Linked DNA regions of Oryctolagus cuniculus: region 2 is linked to region 1. Evidence: chromatin contacts called from public Micro-C data. All regions are on one chromosome and are shown on one strand. The core of a region is the stretch at or near the end of the contact, and the rest is flanking DNA. Distances in the headings are between cores, read along the strand shown.

Region 1 (7,826 bases), core at 2,092-4,591:
CCACCCAGCGCCGTGGCCGTTAGCAGTTCCATTTTAAAGATGGGAAAAGAGAGTCCTAGGAGGGCTAGAATTCCAATCCAATTTCCACTTAACTCCTACACTGCTCTGTGCAAGAGAGGGCCCATGTTTGCACGTGCTTGCCTGTAGGGTGGTGTGGGTTGGGGGTAGGTCCCAGGAGTGTTGACCATGTCAGCTGCTGGAGTATGAGTTTCACGGCCCACTGCGGGTCAGCAGCGGGAGCTCACTTTACCCAGGAGCCTGGAACTTAGAGACAGCCGAGCTGCTTCCTGCAGGACCAGGGTTCCGGGAAGGTTAGGTGGGAGCAGGCTCACCCGAGGAACGCCGGGACTGTGTAGGAAGCCGCTCAGCTGTGGGGGTGCCCGTGGAGGACTGGGCCCTGGCTCCCGCCAGTCAGAACAGCAGAGCTCACACAGCTGGGCACGAGGGGCCCTTCCCCGAGCCTGCTTCCCCGAGAGAGGGCCGCGGCCCTAGGACTGGGTTTTGATGGGAGAAGCTCTGGCACCTTTCCTGGACATTTTAAACTGAACCTCATTATTCTTCTCTCCATTCAGCACATACTGAGACCTGCAAGGTGCCTGGGACATACTGCTGACTGGATTTCCTTCTTGCTTGGAGTCTCTGGCATATGCTAAGGAAATTCAGCGTCCCCACCCCTCCACTCAGAGTGGGAATGAGCCAGCAGGGCTGTACAGGGAGGGCCTGGGTCTGGAAGCACACACCGCCCCCACCCCAGCGCTGAGCTGAAAGGTTCCGAGTGCGTCCTCACAACTGCCCATTGCACAGACTGGGTGGTGAAGGCCCCCAGAGTGGACCAGGCCCTGGTGTCACTGACCCCCGAGGCTTTATGTGGCAGAGACAGCAGGCAGGGGGCAGAGCTGAGCAGAGCCCTGGGGTGGCCAAGAGGCCCATTTTACACCCCACCCACCCACCCCCCACCAGGCAGAGCCCTCCTGACTAGCTCAGCCCCTCCCGCGCCCCCACCGGCCTCTGCCCAGAGCAGGGGTGTCGGCAGCCCCGAGGAGGTGTTGGATGGCTCAAGCGCCCCATTGTAGCAGCTCTGGCTTCTTGCAGGAGCCCAGCCTGGCTGAACTGCCTTCCTGCCCAGCTGGAGGCTCCCGCGGGAGGGGGCCCTCTCCAAGCAGGTAACTCGATCCCCCACCCACGCCCGCAGCCCAGCCCCAGTCCGGCTCCGAAGCATTTCCAGCAGCGGGGCAGGACCTGCCAGCAGCCTGCAGATCAGGAGAGGGTGGCTGGCAGGCCGGGCCGGCTCCTCATTGGCTTCCTGTGTGACTTCGAGTCCCCTCTCAGGACCTCCGTTTTCACAGAGAGGGTCTGCCAGATGGACCCAAAGCTTGCACACCGCCCGACCAGCCGCTCCTCCCGCATCCAGGGGCTCCAGCTGTGAGGCGAGCAGGCAGGGTTCTCAGCCTCTCAGCAGGTGGAGACCGCGCAGCACCAGTGGAACTGCGTGGGGTGGGGCTTCCAGGCCCCCCAAGTGCCTCGACAGTGACTAGCTGAGTTGCTAAATCCACAAAGTCAATGGGTGAGTGATACTGGGAAGCAAACCTTTGGATTATTTCTCCCCAGATTTCTTTTCTATCCTACATATGAAGCCTGTTATTCTAAATGTACTGCTGCCCTTTTGTAAAAGGACTGTTCTGTGTTGAGATTATGCCTTGCTCATTTTTTATGGTGTGAAAATGTGTTATTTATTTGAGAGGCAGGCAGACAGACAGACAGACACACACACACATACCCGACGGGGGGGAGGGAGTGAGCCCCCATCTGCTGGTTCACTCCCCAGGTGCCTGCCACGGCCTGGGCTGGGCCAGGCTGAAGTCAAGATTCAGGAACTCCATCCAGGTCTCCCGTACGAGTGGTAAGGACCCAACTACTTGAGCCATCACCTGCTGCCTCCCAGGTGCCAGGGCGCACATTAGCCAGGAAGCTGGGATCTAGCGGAGCCAGGACTCGCACGCAGGCACTCTGACAAGGGACGCAGGCGTCCCAACCACTCTCGCAGCCACGAGGCCAATGCCTGCCCCCAAGTGGTTACTTTTATTTTTTTTAATATTTATTTATGTATTTGAAAGGCAGAGTTACAGAGAGGCAGAGGCAGAGTCAGAGAGAGAGAAAGAGAGAGAGAGAGAGAGAGAGAGTCTTCCATCTGCTGGTTCACTCTCCAGAAGGCCACAATGGCCGGAGCTGCACTGATCCGAAACCAGGAGTCAGGCGCTTCTTCTGGGTCTCCCACGCGGGTGCAGGGACCCAAGAACTTGGGCCATCTTCCACTGCTTTCCCAGGCCATAGCAGAGAGCTGGATCGGAAGTGGAGCAGCCAGGACTGGAACTGGCGCCCACATGAGATGCCGGCACTGCAAGCGGCGGCTTTACCCACAATGCCACAGCGCTGTTGCCATTCTTTTTGCCAAGCCTCTCTCACATGCAGAGTAGCCACAGCCATGGGTATGCAGCTCGAGGTGTTGTCAGTGAGCACATCACATAAACACTGCAGACTGAGAGACAGAAAGTACAGATGGCTCCTTGCTAGATGTTCTTTCTGTCGCAAAAATAAAGGACCACTTTCTGTTGGTCACCACGTCTTTATTTAAATGTTACCAGTCCCTGAAATCGAAAGCTCGGGGCCCTCCAGGCGAGATGGGCTAATAATGCCTGCGGCAGGGTGAGGACTCTGCAGCCAGCCGCTTTGGTGACGCACCAGCCAGAGCAGCCCGCGACCCTGCCTGCCCCATCCCAGAGGCCAAAACCTCTCTCCAGATGTGGGGCTCAGAGCCACTGGCAGCTGGAAGCCAGCTCTGAGGGGCAGCTCGGGGTGGGCGGCGCCGGGGATGACTCACTCCTCCCGCCCACCCAGGCCTCTCTGCAGAGAGCCCCTCCCTTCCCCTGGACACCCTGGAATCCTCAGGGCTTCTCTGTGCCCCATCGTCACCATGCCCTGCTCGAGTTCCAGGTTGTGGCTCCCAGCAGGTCGTTCGCTGCCCTTTCCCCTGTGAACATAAGGGGGAAATGCTGGCCACGTCTGGGGATATGGGGCTTGTTTGCAAAGGCACGTTTCTCAGGGACTTGCTGGTGTGTGCCAAAACCATGGGGCACGCTGGTTGCCGGGAAGCACGTGGCTGGCTGTCACTGGGTGCCGGCGCCCGTGCGTTCAGCTCAGTCACCGAGCAGCTTCTCAGTGTCACTGGGTGGGTAGCACTGACCTTGGGGAGCCCACAGCCTGGTGGGAGTGACGAGACCAGACAGGACAGCCACCGCTGAAGCTGGACCGTGAGTGCAGGGGTGGGAGTGGGATGAGCACGGGGGAGGGAAGCGTGGCACGCGGTTGCCAAGGCCACAGAAGGTGGCATGAAGGGCTAGCATTTGGCTTTGCCCTTGAGAGAGGAATCTCGTTCCTCCTCCTCCTCGGCTTAGCTCCCAGCTCCAAGTTCTCCTACTTCCTTGCCAAGGTGTCCAGAGCCAGGCCAGGCCTTCTGCTGAAAACGGCTGTCCTTGTGCGGCCAGTGGCCCCAGATTAGGAGCGTATACATGTAGTTTGAAACGTTTAGGGGCCCGGCACCGTGGCGCAGTGGGTTAAGCCACTGCCTGCAGCTCCAGCATCCCACATGGGCACCAGTTTGAGACCCAGCTGCTCCACTTCCGATCTCACTCCCTGCTAATTTGTCTGGGAAAGCGACACGGGAGACCTGGATGAAGCTCCTGGCTCCCGGCTTCAGCCTGGCCCAGCCTCTCATTCAGGCCATCTGGGGAGTGAACCAACAGCTGGAAGATCTTTCTCTATCTCTCTATTTCTCTAACTCTGCCTTTCAGATTTATAAATAAATATTTTTTAAAAAATAAAAAGGCAGGGGTGGAGGGAGCCAGTGCTGTGGTGCAGTGGGATAAGCCTCCTCCTATGGTGCTGGCATCCCATATGGGCGCCCTGGCACCCAGCCGCGCTCTGCTCTCTCCTTGGTCGCGTGTTCTCCTCTCGCCTTACTCACTCATTCCTGCTGAACCACCTCTCCCAGCAGCTTCCTGAGCAAGTATGCAGAGAGCTTCCATGACTGAAAACGTGTTCTGTCTTTGCCCTTGGCTGGGGCCACGACTCTGGAATGGAAATAATTTCCCTTGGAATTTTGGAGGCACTTCCCCCATGTCTCCAAGTTCCTGTCTTGCTATTGAGAAACCCAGTGACATTCCGATTCTTCTTCTTTTTCTACAGATTTACTTATTCATTTGAAAGAGTTTACAGAGAGATCTTCCATCTGCTGATTTTCCTCTCCGAATGATGGCAATGGTCAGGATTGGGCCAGGCTAAAGCCAGGAGCTTCATCTGGGTCTCCCACGTGGGTGCAGGGACCCAAGCCCCTGGACAACCCTCTGCTACTTTCCAGGTACATTAGCAGGGAGCTGGATTGGAAGTGGAGCAGCCAGGACTCAAACCGGTGACCACATGAGATTGCAGGTGGCAGCTTCATCTACTGAGCCTCAGTGCCGCCCCTGCCCGTTCCTTTTCGCTTTAACATCCACGCATCCTGATTCGCAGTCCCGGTTTCTAGGAAGTGCTTTTTTTTTTTTTTTCTCTCTGGAGGCTCTTGTGATCCGGGGCTCTCAGGGCTCTCCAGTGTGGACGTCCTGCCGCGAATCCGCGTGGAGACCGCGGTGGGTCTCTCCCGTCTGGAACTCTCCCCCTTCTTGCACATTTTCTCTGAGGCTGATTCCAAGTCCTCGTTTGGCTGTTGAGAGCTCTTGATTATCCTGTCTTATCTTTTCCATTTCCTATTCTTTGCTTTTTGGCATTATTTTTACAATTATCTTCCAACCCTTTTTCCATAGTTTTTAAAAATTTTTTCTGCCATTGTGTTACTAAGACTTTGGTTTATCTGTTCAGTTCTGTTTATCCAGCATTCTCTTGTAGCATCTCATTCTTGTTCGTGGGGGCAATATCTTATTAGAAGATTAACTTTAGTTTTCTCTTTTTAAAATTTTATTTATTTGAAAGGCAGAGTTACAGGGTTGGGGGCAGGAGAGAAAAATCTTCCATCCACTGATTCACTCCCCAAATGGCCACAATGGCCAGGGCTGGGCCAGGCAGAAGCCAGGAGCCAGGAGCTTCATTTGGGTCTCCATGTGGGTGCAGGGACCCAAGTATTTGGGCCATCTTCCACTGCTTTCCCAGGCACAGTAGCAGGGAACTGGATTGGAAGTGGAGCAGCGGGACTCGAATCAGCACCCATATGGGATGCCAACACTGCAGGCGCAGCTTTACCCATTAAGCCACAAGGCAGCCCCTTTTTTCTTTTCTTAAAGATTTTATTTACTTGTGAGGCAGACAGTGAGAGGGAGAGACAGAGAGAGAGGTCTTCCATCCGCTGGTTCACTCCCCAAATGACCACACGGACAGGGCTGAGCTGATCTGAAGCCAGGAGCCAGGAGCTTCTTCCGTGTCTCCCACATGGGTGCAGGGGCCCAAAGACTTAGGCCATCTTCTACTGCTTTCTCAGGCCATAGCAGAGAGCTGCATGGGAAGTAGAGCAGCTGAGACATGAACCGGCGCCCACATGGGATGCCAGTGCCGCAGGTGGAGGATTAATCTACTGTGCCACAGTGCCGGCCCCCAGTTTTCTCTTTTAAGTCCACTTTTGGCATCATTGTTATTTTCTAAGTTCTTTTTTATTTATTTCCCCATTATCTGCTTTGACTTCTTCTCCCCCCATTTTTTTTTTTAACATTTTTTTATTTATTTGAAAGGCAGAGTTTCAGAGAGGCAGAGGCAATGAGAAAAAGAGGGGGAGGGAGAGAGAGAGAGAGAGAGAGAGAGTCTTCATTCCATTCCAAAGGCTGGAGCTGGGACGATTCAAAGACAGGAGCCAGGAGCTTCCTCTGGGTCTCCCACATGGGTACAGGGGCCCAAGGACTTGGGCCATCTTCCACTGCTTTCCCAGGCCATAGCAGAGAGCTGGATCAGAAGTCAAGCAGCCGGGACTGGAACTGGCACACATATGGGCGGCTTTACCCTGTACGCCACAGCGCCGGCCCCTTGACTTCTTTAAAAAAAAAAAAAAAAAAAAGAAAAGAAAGAAAGTTATTCAAGAGATGGAGAAAGAGACAGAAAGCGCGCCCACCCACTGATAGGCCTAGAACCGCTGGGACCCAGCCAGGGCGGAAGCCTCAGGGGCAGGTCCCCATGGTAGTCACGCCGTCACTGCTGCTGCCTCCCAGGGTCTCCCAGGAAACTGGAATAGGAGCTGGAGCTGGGATCGCTGCCCAGGCGTGCCAGTATGGATCACGGCATGTTACGTCGCTAGCCTGAACACCTGCTCCCCTACGTCTTTCTTAACAGAGGCTTTCCTCAAATGTTAGCTTATTCTTTGCTGTCTGCTCATACTGAGCCGGGGCACTAAATCACAGATCAGGTACCCCACACACATGCTAGGGACTGTGCACAGGGGTATCTCCCCAGCTGCTGGCTCACCCCCCAAATGCCCACCACAGCCAGAGTTGGGCCAGGCCAAAGCCAGGTCTCCGTGGAGGATGGGCAGGGGTCCAACCACTTGAGCCATCCCCTGTTGCCTCCCAGAGTGCATGTTAGCAGGAAGCTAGAATCAGAAGTGATGCCACTCAACCCAGGGACTCCCCAGACGGGAAGTGTGTGTCCCAAATGCAGTCTTAACCACTAGGCCGAATGCCTCTCCTGCCTGCTTATTTTAAAAAGTGGATTACTGGGGTTAGCACTGCGGCGTGGCAGGTCCCTCTGCTGCCTGCCCCGCCCGCATGCCCTACTGGAGAGCCTGGTGGAATCTCTGCCCCACTGGGAATCCAGCTTCCTGCTAATGCACACCCTGGGAAGCAGCAGGTGATGGCTCAAGTATTTGGGTTCTTGCCACCCGTCGGAGACCCGGACTCCTGGCTTGAGCCTGACCCAGCCCCAGCTGCTGTGGGTATTTGGGGAGTGAACCCCAGGGATACAAGATTCTCTCAAATAAAACACTTTTGAAATCGAAAGCCAATTATTGGGTTTCACCGCAGACCCACCTGGTTTCCAGGAGATGGGGTGCTAGAATCCACATGCTAACTGTCCCTGTGATTTTAAGAGCGAGCTCCCTTGGCCTACTGGGACGCCAGGTGTGGTGGCGGGCAGAGGGGGCGCGGGAGTCAGCACCGCCCTTCCCTCGCTAGCTCGGGCCTTGGGACCGCCTCAGTTTCCCTCCTGTAGAGTGGGCTCCGGCTCCGGGCGCACCTGCCTCCCTCCCAGGCCCCTTCCCGCCTCCATCCACCCCGCCCGGGTGGACTGAAACAGCTGGGGGCTCTTCGCTTCCAGGCGGAGGGCGCCTCCCAATCGGCCGCGGCCGGATGGGCGGGCCGAGGCTGGGGGTTGCGGGCGGCTTTCTGCACGCGCCGGGCCCCCACAGGGGACGCTGCCCGCCCGCCAAGCAGCCGCGGGCCCCGCCTCCCCTCCCGGCAGCTCCAGCAGCCCCCCAGACCTTCCCTGCTCCCAGGCAGACGGGGCTGGGCTGGGCTTGCCTGGGCCCAGGAGCCACCGCCCAGCGCTCCAGGGGGCGGCGGCGAAGGCGGGGAGGCGGCGCCGACCTCCCCCAACCCCCGCGGCGGGCGCCGCAGGAGGAGCCCAGGTAGGGCTGCCTGAGGCCGGCTAGCCCAGCTTTCTGCAAGATAGAAGGACAAAGCGGCCGACATGACAAGTTTCCTGTGTCACCAAATGCTGTGCTCAGGATGAAGTGTCACGCGATGGGGCTGGGGGGTGGGACTAGGGCCTTGAGAACCCAGGCTGGGCCTGTGTGACCAGAT
Region 2 (7,826 bases), core at 2,188-4,687, 110 kb before region 1:
TTTATTGTGCTAGTCTAAGTTAGATAAAACAAGGTCCTTTCTCAACCAAGGATCCTCACTGGAACAAAAGAACACAGAAAATGATTTGAGGGGTCAGCACTGTGGTGTGGTGGGTAAAGCCGCCGCCTGCAGTGCCAGCATCCCATACGGTCACCACTTTAAGTCCTGGCTGCTCCTCTTCCAATCCAGCTCTCTGCTATGGCCTGGGAAAGCAGTAGAAGATGGCCCAAGTGCTTGGGCCACTGTACCCACGTCAGAAACCTGGATAAAGCTCCAGGCTCCTGGCTTTGGATCAGCTCAGCTCCAGCTGTTACAGCCATTTAGGGAGTGAACCAGCAGATGAAAGACCTTTCTCTATGTCTCTCCCTCTGCCTGTAACTCTACCTCTCAAAAAAAAAAATAAATCTTTAAAAAAATTACTGTTTCTTTAAAAAAAAGATTTGAGTAATTCTTTTTCTCAATTTTCCCAAGGATGGTGCATGACTCATATCATTATAGATACAAGGGGAGAAGTTAGTTCATTACCTACAATGGATGCCTTGGTACTAGGGCTTAATTCTCGCCCTAAAAGGCTAAAGGGTGCTGTAAGGGGAAAGAAGAACTAAAAAATAAATGACCAGCATAAAGTCTGTCTTATTACCAACAGTATAATATCACTGGGGAAAATAGGCATAGCTTACACTAACTCAGAATTCACAAATACTATGTAATTCATAAACAAATTCATGAAGGTTGATAGTAGGCTGAGACTGAAATCATATTCCCTGGGGTCAAATACTGCTCCATGACTTATTTATCAGCATTCTAATCTTGAGTTCCAAGCTTCATCTATAAAATGGGGACACTTAGCTACTTTTCAGTTTTAAGTGAGAATTAAATGAGATGTTGAAGGTAAAGGACTCAGAATAGATGACTAGCCCCAAATAAGTCCTAACTGCTATTACTACTACTACTACTGCTGCTGCTGCTGCTGCTATTATTATGAATGTACTTACTATGTCCAAAGCATTATGCTAGGCACAACAATAAGCAAGATGGAGACTATACCTCCAAAGAACTTTGAATGTAGCATCAGACATCCATGCAAATAGCCATGACCCAAACTGAAAGGGAAGAGTATATGAGATAGCAAACATCAGAAGTGAAAATCATACCCAGTTTTCGAAGAATCCTTTTGCATTCATCCCTGCTGAGATCCAAAAGGGTTGGCCACACAACAGGCATTGCTGCTTCTGTTTGGTAGCCCCAAAGAGCTTGTCCTCCCTACCAGAAGGAAAAGCAAGAAATCAAATCACCAAAGTACATTCAAGGCCACTCACCTGGAGGTCCAGCCACCAGTTAGGAAGTAAAACCATTAAGATACCTCACAATCATGTTTACCACCGCATTTGGCTACTACTGACACATGAAGAATCAAACAAGCATTTCAGAGCTTCCTATTGCAGCCTGCTGCAGCTTAAAGAGCACAGGCTGCAGACTCAGATACCGCTGGCTCTAGTTCCAGCTTTTCAACTTGCCGGCTGTGCGCTCTGGGTCAGCTGGCCTCTCTGGGTCTACCCTTTCCACATCTGCTCAGACAGCGTTGTTTTTGTGGGTAAAGCTGTGGTCTGAAGGCCAGCAGCCCCTATCCCAGGAACTCCAAGGCTGGTTCATGTCCTGGTTGCTCCACTTGTGATCTAACTCTCTGCCAATGGCCTGGGGAAAGCAGAGAAAAATGCCCCAAGTGCTTGGGCCTCTGCCACCCACGTGGGAGACTGGGATGAAGCTCCTGGCCCCCGCCTGGCTCTGCCCTAGCCCTTGGAGCCACTTGGAGAGTGAACCAGTGGATGAAAGATCTCTCTCTCTCTCTCCTTCCCTCCCTCCTCTTACAACTTTCAAATGAATCAGTCATTAAGGGGGGAGAGGGGTAGGAGGGGTAATGCCACCCGGTGTGCTAACAGTATTAAAGAACAGTACATGTAAAGTTTCTCCCTAGTGGCTACCATGTGATTTAATAAGTGGGCGCTACTACTTGAGCAACTGTAAATTACTTGATTTCTGTGGGCTTCCTCACTTACGAGTTACATGAAACAAAGTATGTAAAGCTGCTAGCATGTTACTTGGGTTAAAGGAACTTAACAAAGAACGGTCTCTTCAAATCTTAATAAAGAAATATGAATCGAGAGCTTGCGGTCATGAAACAACCATTTACCAAAAGTTTAGACGCCAAGAATTTACTCCGTCCTGGGAATTCCCTAGAGGGCAGAAAGCGCGGGGGCGGGGAGGGGGGCCTGACACAACACCTGCTTAGAGCCCAGCAGACGCGCTGTAAATGTCTGCTTAAAGCACAAACGGATGGTTGGTGGGAGAGCACAACGAATGAATGAACCAGAGAATGAATGAGCGCAGTGTCGGGTCTGGAAGTCAGACAGCGAACGGAAATAACTGCTGTATCCGGCTCCAGGCGCCGGGGCTGCTACCTCCAACTCTGCGCCCCGAGTGGAGCCCCCTCCCCCTCCCTCCCGTAGTCCTCGCAGCTCGGAGGCAGCTCACAGCCGGCGGAACGGGACCGCGCGCTCCGGCCGGCAGAATGACATAAAGGCAAGGGGTGGGGAGGAGGAAGAGGGGGCCGAGCCAAAGGAATCCGCTCCCTCCGCCAGCCAGTCCCCGCCTCCCGACAGGATCTCGGAGGCGGCCGGCGACCGCCCGAAGCAAGCACCACGTCACGGCATCCCAGCGCGTCCCCGCCGGCGGACCCCACCGCGGGGCCGCATCGCCTCGGAAAGCTGGGCAGGAGCCGCCGGAGCCCGCCCGGGGAGCCCCGAGCTCGCAGAATCCTCCCCCCACTCAAGTGTCAAGGAGGCAAGCCCGCCCCGCCCCCTCTCCAAACACGCACTCTTCGCAGCACCACAACAAGAGCAGCCCGCCCAGGCTCCGCACCCGTGCCTCTCGGCGCCCATCCCAATGTCAAGCCCACGACCGGAGCTCCCCGGGCCAGCAGCCGGTGTGAGGGGCCCCGGCCGGCATCCGCGCCTCGCTCCCTCCTCTGCCGAGAGGACAACGGAGACACAGGAGGCGCGCGGACAGCCAGCCAGCCGACCGGGACTCACCGGAAAGCTCCCGGGGCTGGACCCCAGGGGCCCCCAGCACCGGGCCTGCCACAGCCCCCCGCGGTCCACCTCGGGGAGCCCCACGATCCCGTTAGGAAACAACGGAGGATGGGGCTGGGCGCCCCAAGCCGGGCTCGGAAAGCTTGGCCCGGCGCTCCTCTACCCTGGCTTCCCTGCCAGCTCTTCCCAGGACCCTGCCTGAGAGTCACCCACCTGCCCGGTCTTTCGGGGCTCATCTAAAAGGCTCCTCCGCCAAGACTAGGGGACACCAGGAATTGGGTTTGTTTGCGGTGCCTCAGAAGGGGCAAGATGGCGACAAGCATCAGGGCGCAAGCGCAGCCGCGCGCTGCCCATCGGGAGGTGTAGTTCGCCTTTCCCGCCTTTCGGAGAGCGGACAGCAAAAGGCCTCCATTCATACTGTCCCTCTTTTCCTCCACGTTATGAAAGGACAGGACGGGCGTCGCGGGGGGTGCTGGGAGTTGTGGTCCGACATCAAGCTCCATCCTCTTTCGCCCCGGGCCGGCCGTCGCAGCGCAAGGAGGGCTGGGATTGTAGTTTCCTTGGGTTTCTCCTGCATCCCCTCGTCTCTTTGGCTTCGCGCGCCTCTCCTCCGGCTGCCGTCGCCCGGCCAATCGGCTGCACCCGTGACGCCACACGCAGCAGTCAAAATGGCGTTGGGAGCCGCCACCGAGCCTTCTGTGGCGACCTCTACTCCAGCGGGCTTAGGGCCGTAGGAACGCAGCTTCGTCCCTGAAGCGGCGTGGTGGAGCAGGCTCGGGTTCCTCAAGAGCCGCGGGGGCGGTGATCTGGGGCCTCCAGCCCCCCGGGCGGCAGCTCGAGGAGGAATAATCGGAAACCGACACGGTGTGGAGGTCGTAGTTGCCGTCCGGGACCTGAGGATTGCGGAGTACACAAGGGGGGACCCTAGGGTTGTGGACTTGAGGCTCCTGTGCGCGCGAAGTGGGCGTGATGGCGCCAAGTGGTGCCTTAGCCGGCAGAGGCACGAAGGGACTTACGCGAGGCCCTACGACGTGGTAGGTTCTGCCTCAGCCTTTGTTCGTGCTTAATCCCACGGCAGTGTTGTGGAAACGGTCTGGTCGTTCTGTCTGACCTACGAAAAAGGGGGGCCCAGTAAAGCTACTCGTGACCACGAGATGGGAGCCAGGGCCCGGCGGTGGCGAGCAGTCCATCGGCGTTTGTGGCGGCCCTCCCTGTAGACTGCGTGCTTTCCGTAACCTCGGATGCGGGAGAAACGGCCCCGGTGTGCGGGAGTTCTTCGCGGGTATTGTGCTGTTACCAGTGTTTCCTTCTGGAGAAGATAGGTTACTGTTACCCTGCGGGGATGTTGCCATACATAGTGTGCGCAAAAGTTAAATTGTAAACCACTCTGCCCCCAGAGACTTCGTGTTGTCACATGGAACCCCAGACGTTAGGAGGAAAAAACGAGAGCGTTGAAATGTCCTACTCCTGTTTGCCCACGAACTAAAAATACTCTCGAAGTACATCGCTGTCGTTGCTGGAACCCAAACCTGCACCTTCGTAAGATCGTGAAGTGGGACGAATTAGCCTCCACGCCCACCCCACACCCTCCCTGATCTTGCCGTTTTAAGGCCAGTTGCTTAAAAATTTTTTGTAAGATTGTAAGTGAAATCTTCATACACGGTCTTTGAACCTGGCAACACCTCAGCGAAGCAGGTATAATTGCAGGCCCCCGGTACTGTGAAAACACACATGTGGTCAGGAGCTTGCCCAGTTTCAGAGAGCTGGATGTGGAAGAGAGCTGGGCTGTGTAACCCCAGGCCTTCTGACCTCCAAGTGTCCTTTCCTCTGTGATGAATGTCAAAATGGTAGGGAGTGAAGGAGGAGTGGAATCACCAAAGGGGTTTATAAAACTGACGTCCACTGGAAGAAATAGCATCACAGTGGTCATTTATAATGGCTAATCCCTGTGTTTACTAAGCACCAAGTACTGTTTAACCATTGCACATAATGACTTCGTCCTTGCAACAACTTTGTGAGGCAGAAACTCATTATCCCTAGTTACAAAAGAGGCAAGTGAGGCATAGGAAGGAAGTCCCATAGCTTGCTTACAGTCACACACAAGTAAATGGGAAAGCAGGGATTTAAACCTAAGCAGTCAGCCATGCTCTAGCCCGTGGGTCCCTTATCAATGGGAAGCACCTGAGGATCAGGTTAAAATGCCAGTTTTGATGGCGTGGGTCTGAGGTGGGTCCTAGATCCTATGTTTCTAGTAAGCTCCCAAGTGGTGCCGCTGCTGACGCTGCCTGCTCCCACGCGTCTTCTCCTTAGTCCTCATCCGCCTTCCCTGTGCCGCTCTGACTGCTTCCTCCCTAAGGATCAGACTCAAACTTTACCCGCAAGAAGCTCACCCTGCCCCACCTTTCCCTCCAGGATGAGACAGGCTTTTCCATCTCTGCTTCTGCACCGCTTGCTGTACTCCTTGTAAGAATATTGAATGAGGGCCGACTAGGCAACCAGCTCTTAAAGGAGAGAGACCAACCAGATCTGTTCATGCTAGTGCTTTCTAGTGCTTTGCAGCTAATCAAAACAATAGCTAATGCTTAGCCCAGACTTTGTGTAGTCCAGACGCTGTTAAATACATTAATTTGATAGTGTCTACAATAACCTTATAGATAATGCTAGGCTCCCTGTTTTATAGATGAAGAAACTAAGACACAGAGGTGAAGTAGGCTTCCCAAGATAATAAGCCAGTAAGTAGCAGAGCCATGATTTCAGATAAAAGCAGTATGGCTCTGAGAAGTGGGTGGTCAATAAAATGAGAGCCACCCTACACTTAAAGCTTCCAAGCAGAAAAGCTTATCCTACTAAATAGCAACTTCCTGTGATCAGGAACATGTGTAGGAGTACAATACTGGTCTCAAACTTTATTCCTCCAAGCACATCACAGAAACTTGTGGTGCAGCAGGTGAAGCTGCTGCTTGAGACATCTGTATCACAGAGTCCCAGCTCCACTCTCTTCCAGCTTCCTGCTGATATATACCCTGGGAGGTGGCAAGTGATGGCTCAAGTACTTGGGTCCCTGCGACCCATGTGGGAAACTTGGATTGATTTCCAGGTTCCTGGCTTCAGCCTGGCCAAACCATCACTGTTGTGGATATTTGGAAAGTAAACTAGTGGATGGGCAATTCTCTCTCTCTCTCTCTCTGCCTTTCAAAATGAAGAATGAAACTTCTTTTGGACACCTATTAACCACATTCTAATTTTTTTAAAGATTTATTTATTTATTTGAAAGAGTTACACAGAGAGAGAAGGAGAGTCAGAGAGAGAGAGAGAGGTCTTCCATCTAATGGTTCACTCCCCAGTTGGCCACATTGGCTGGAGATGCAGGAGCCAGGAGCTTCCTCTAGGTCTCCCACGTGGGTGCAGGGGCCCAAGGACTTGGGCCATTTTTCACTGTTTTCCCAGGCCACAGCAGAGAGCTGGATTGAAAGTGGAGCAGCTGGGACTTGAACCAGTGCCCGTATGGGATGCCGGCACTACAGGCAGCAGCTTTTCCCACTACGCCACAGCATTGGCCCCACCACATTGTGATTTTATAGGAGTATAATGGAGAAGGTAGATCTGACAATCATGAAAGTATCTATTAAATTCCTATGGTCTTATGTGAGAGTACTTCAAAAAGTTTACAGAATGATGAAATGAAAAGATAAGTATATTTCAGTGTGAAGGAAAATTTAAATCCATTGGGGCCAGCATTGTGGATAGCACTAAAAGTTGCCACTTGTGACACCAGCATCCCATATGGGCACCAGTTCATGCCCCACTCCCAGCCACCTCTCTGCTAATGGCCTGGGAAACGCAGCAGAAGATGGCCCTAATGTTTGGGCTCCTGCCACCCATGTGGAAGAAGCTCCTGGCTTTGGCTTGGCCCAGCAATGGGCATTGCAGCCATCTGAGGAGTAAACCAGCAGATGGAAGATCTCTTTCTCTGTCTCTCCCCCTCTCTGTAACTCTGACTTTCAAATAAATAAGACTTTTTTAAAAAAAATTTAAATCCATGCAGTATTTTTTTCAATAATACTCATTTTCCATGAACTTTTTGAAGACTCTACATGTAAGGAGGCAAATTAAAAAGGGTCTGATTCTAGAGATTCATTTTCTACATGAAAAAAATGAAGGATCCAAAGAAGTGAATTAACCAAAGTCAAATGGGAATTGCACGGCAGGACAAAGACTGCAGATCAGCCCTTTGGAAGCTGTTGTTCTTTCTACTGAATCACACTCCCCTTAGATTTTTTTCAAGATTTACTTTATTTATTTGAAAGGCAGAGTTACAAAGAGAAAGGGAAAGAGGGAGAGACAAAGATCTTCCATCTGCTGGTTTTCTTCACCAAATGACCAGGACTTGGGCAGGCTGAATCCAAGAACCTGGAACTCCATCCAGATCTCCTGTATGGGTGGTGAGACCCAAGTACTTAAGCTATTATCCACTGCTTTCCTAGGTTCATTAACAGAGAGCCAGATGGGAAGTGGGATAGCCGGGACTCACAAGGGATGCAGGGGCACCTTAACCTACTGTGCCACAAGGCCAGCCCCTGCCCTTAGATTCCTAATCTTCTGGAAGTGTATTGTACTAATATCACCAAGGTATGTACTAAACATGAAAATAGCAAGACAAAAATAAATGAGTAGAGTATCAAATCATGGATCAAGAAAAATGAATTTGTGGGACACAAAAAAGGAAAGGAAGCTAGA

The links. A called contact is a pair of places that touch in the nucleus more often than the background predicts.
Region 2: a contact with region 1 is called in a Micro-C map of ear pinna, with 1.9 times the contacts expected there. The contact joins the promoter of EMSY here to the enhancer-like site in region 1. A contact is called at or near these places in 2 of 6 Hi-C or Micro-C datasets (ear pinna and psoas muscle).

What each region holds. Positions count from the first base shown.
Region 1 is chr1:67,312,131-67,319,956 of mOryCun1.1, reverse strand. No RefSeq gene overlaps it. Among named protein-coding and RNA genes, the nearest start is that of THAP12, 49 kb to the left of the region's middle. Within about 2 kb of position 3,341, at least 1 of the 8 cell types and tissues checked has an H3K27ac peak or open chromatin away from gene starts, as enhancers often do. A contact at or near this core is called in ear pinna, where this site is marked.
Region 2 is chr1:67,419,680-67,427,505 of mOryCun1.1, reverse strand. EMSY (EMSY transcriptional repressor, BRCA2 interacting) reads right to left here and starts at 3,437. Exons shown (of 22, transcript XR_011389390.1): 1 at 3,303-3,437; 2 at 1,155-1,263. It overlaps LOC138850017 (a long non-coding RNA gene), which reads left to right and starts at 3,742. Exons shown (of 5, transcript XR_011389399.1): 1 at 3,742-4,123; 2 at 4,487-4,699.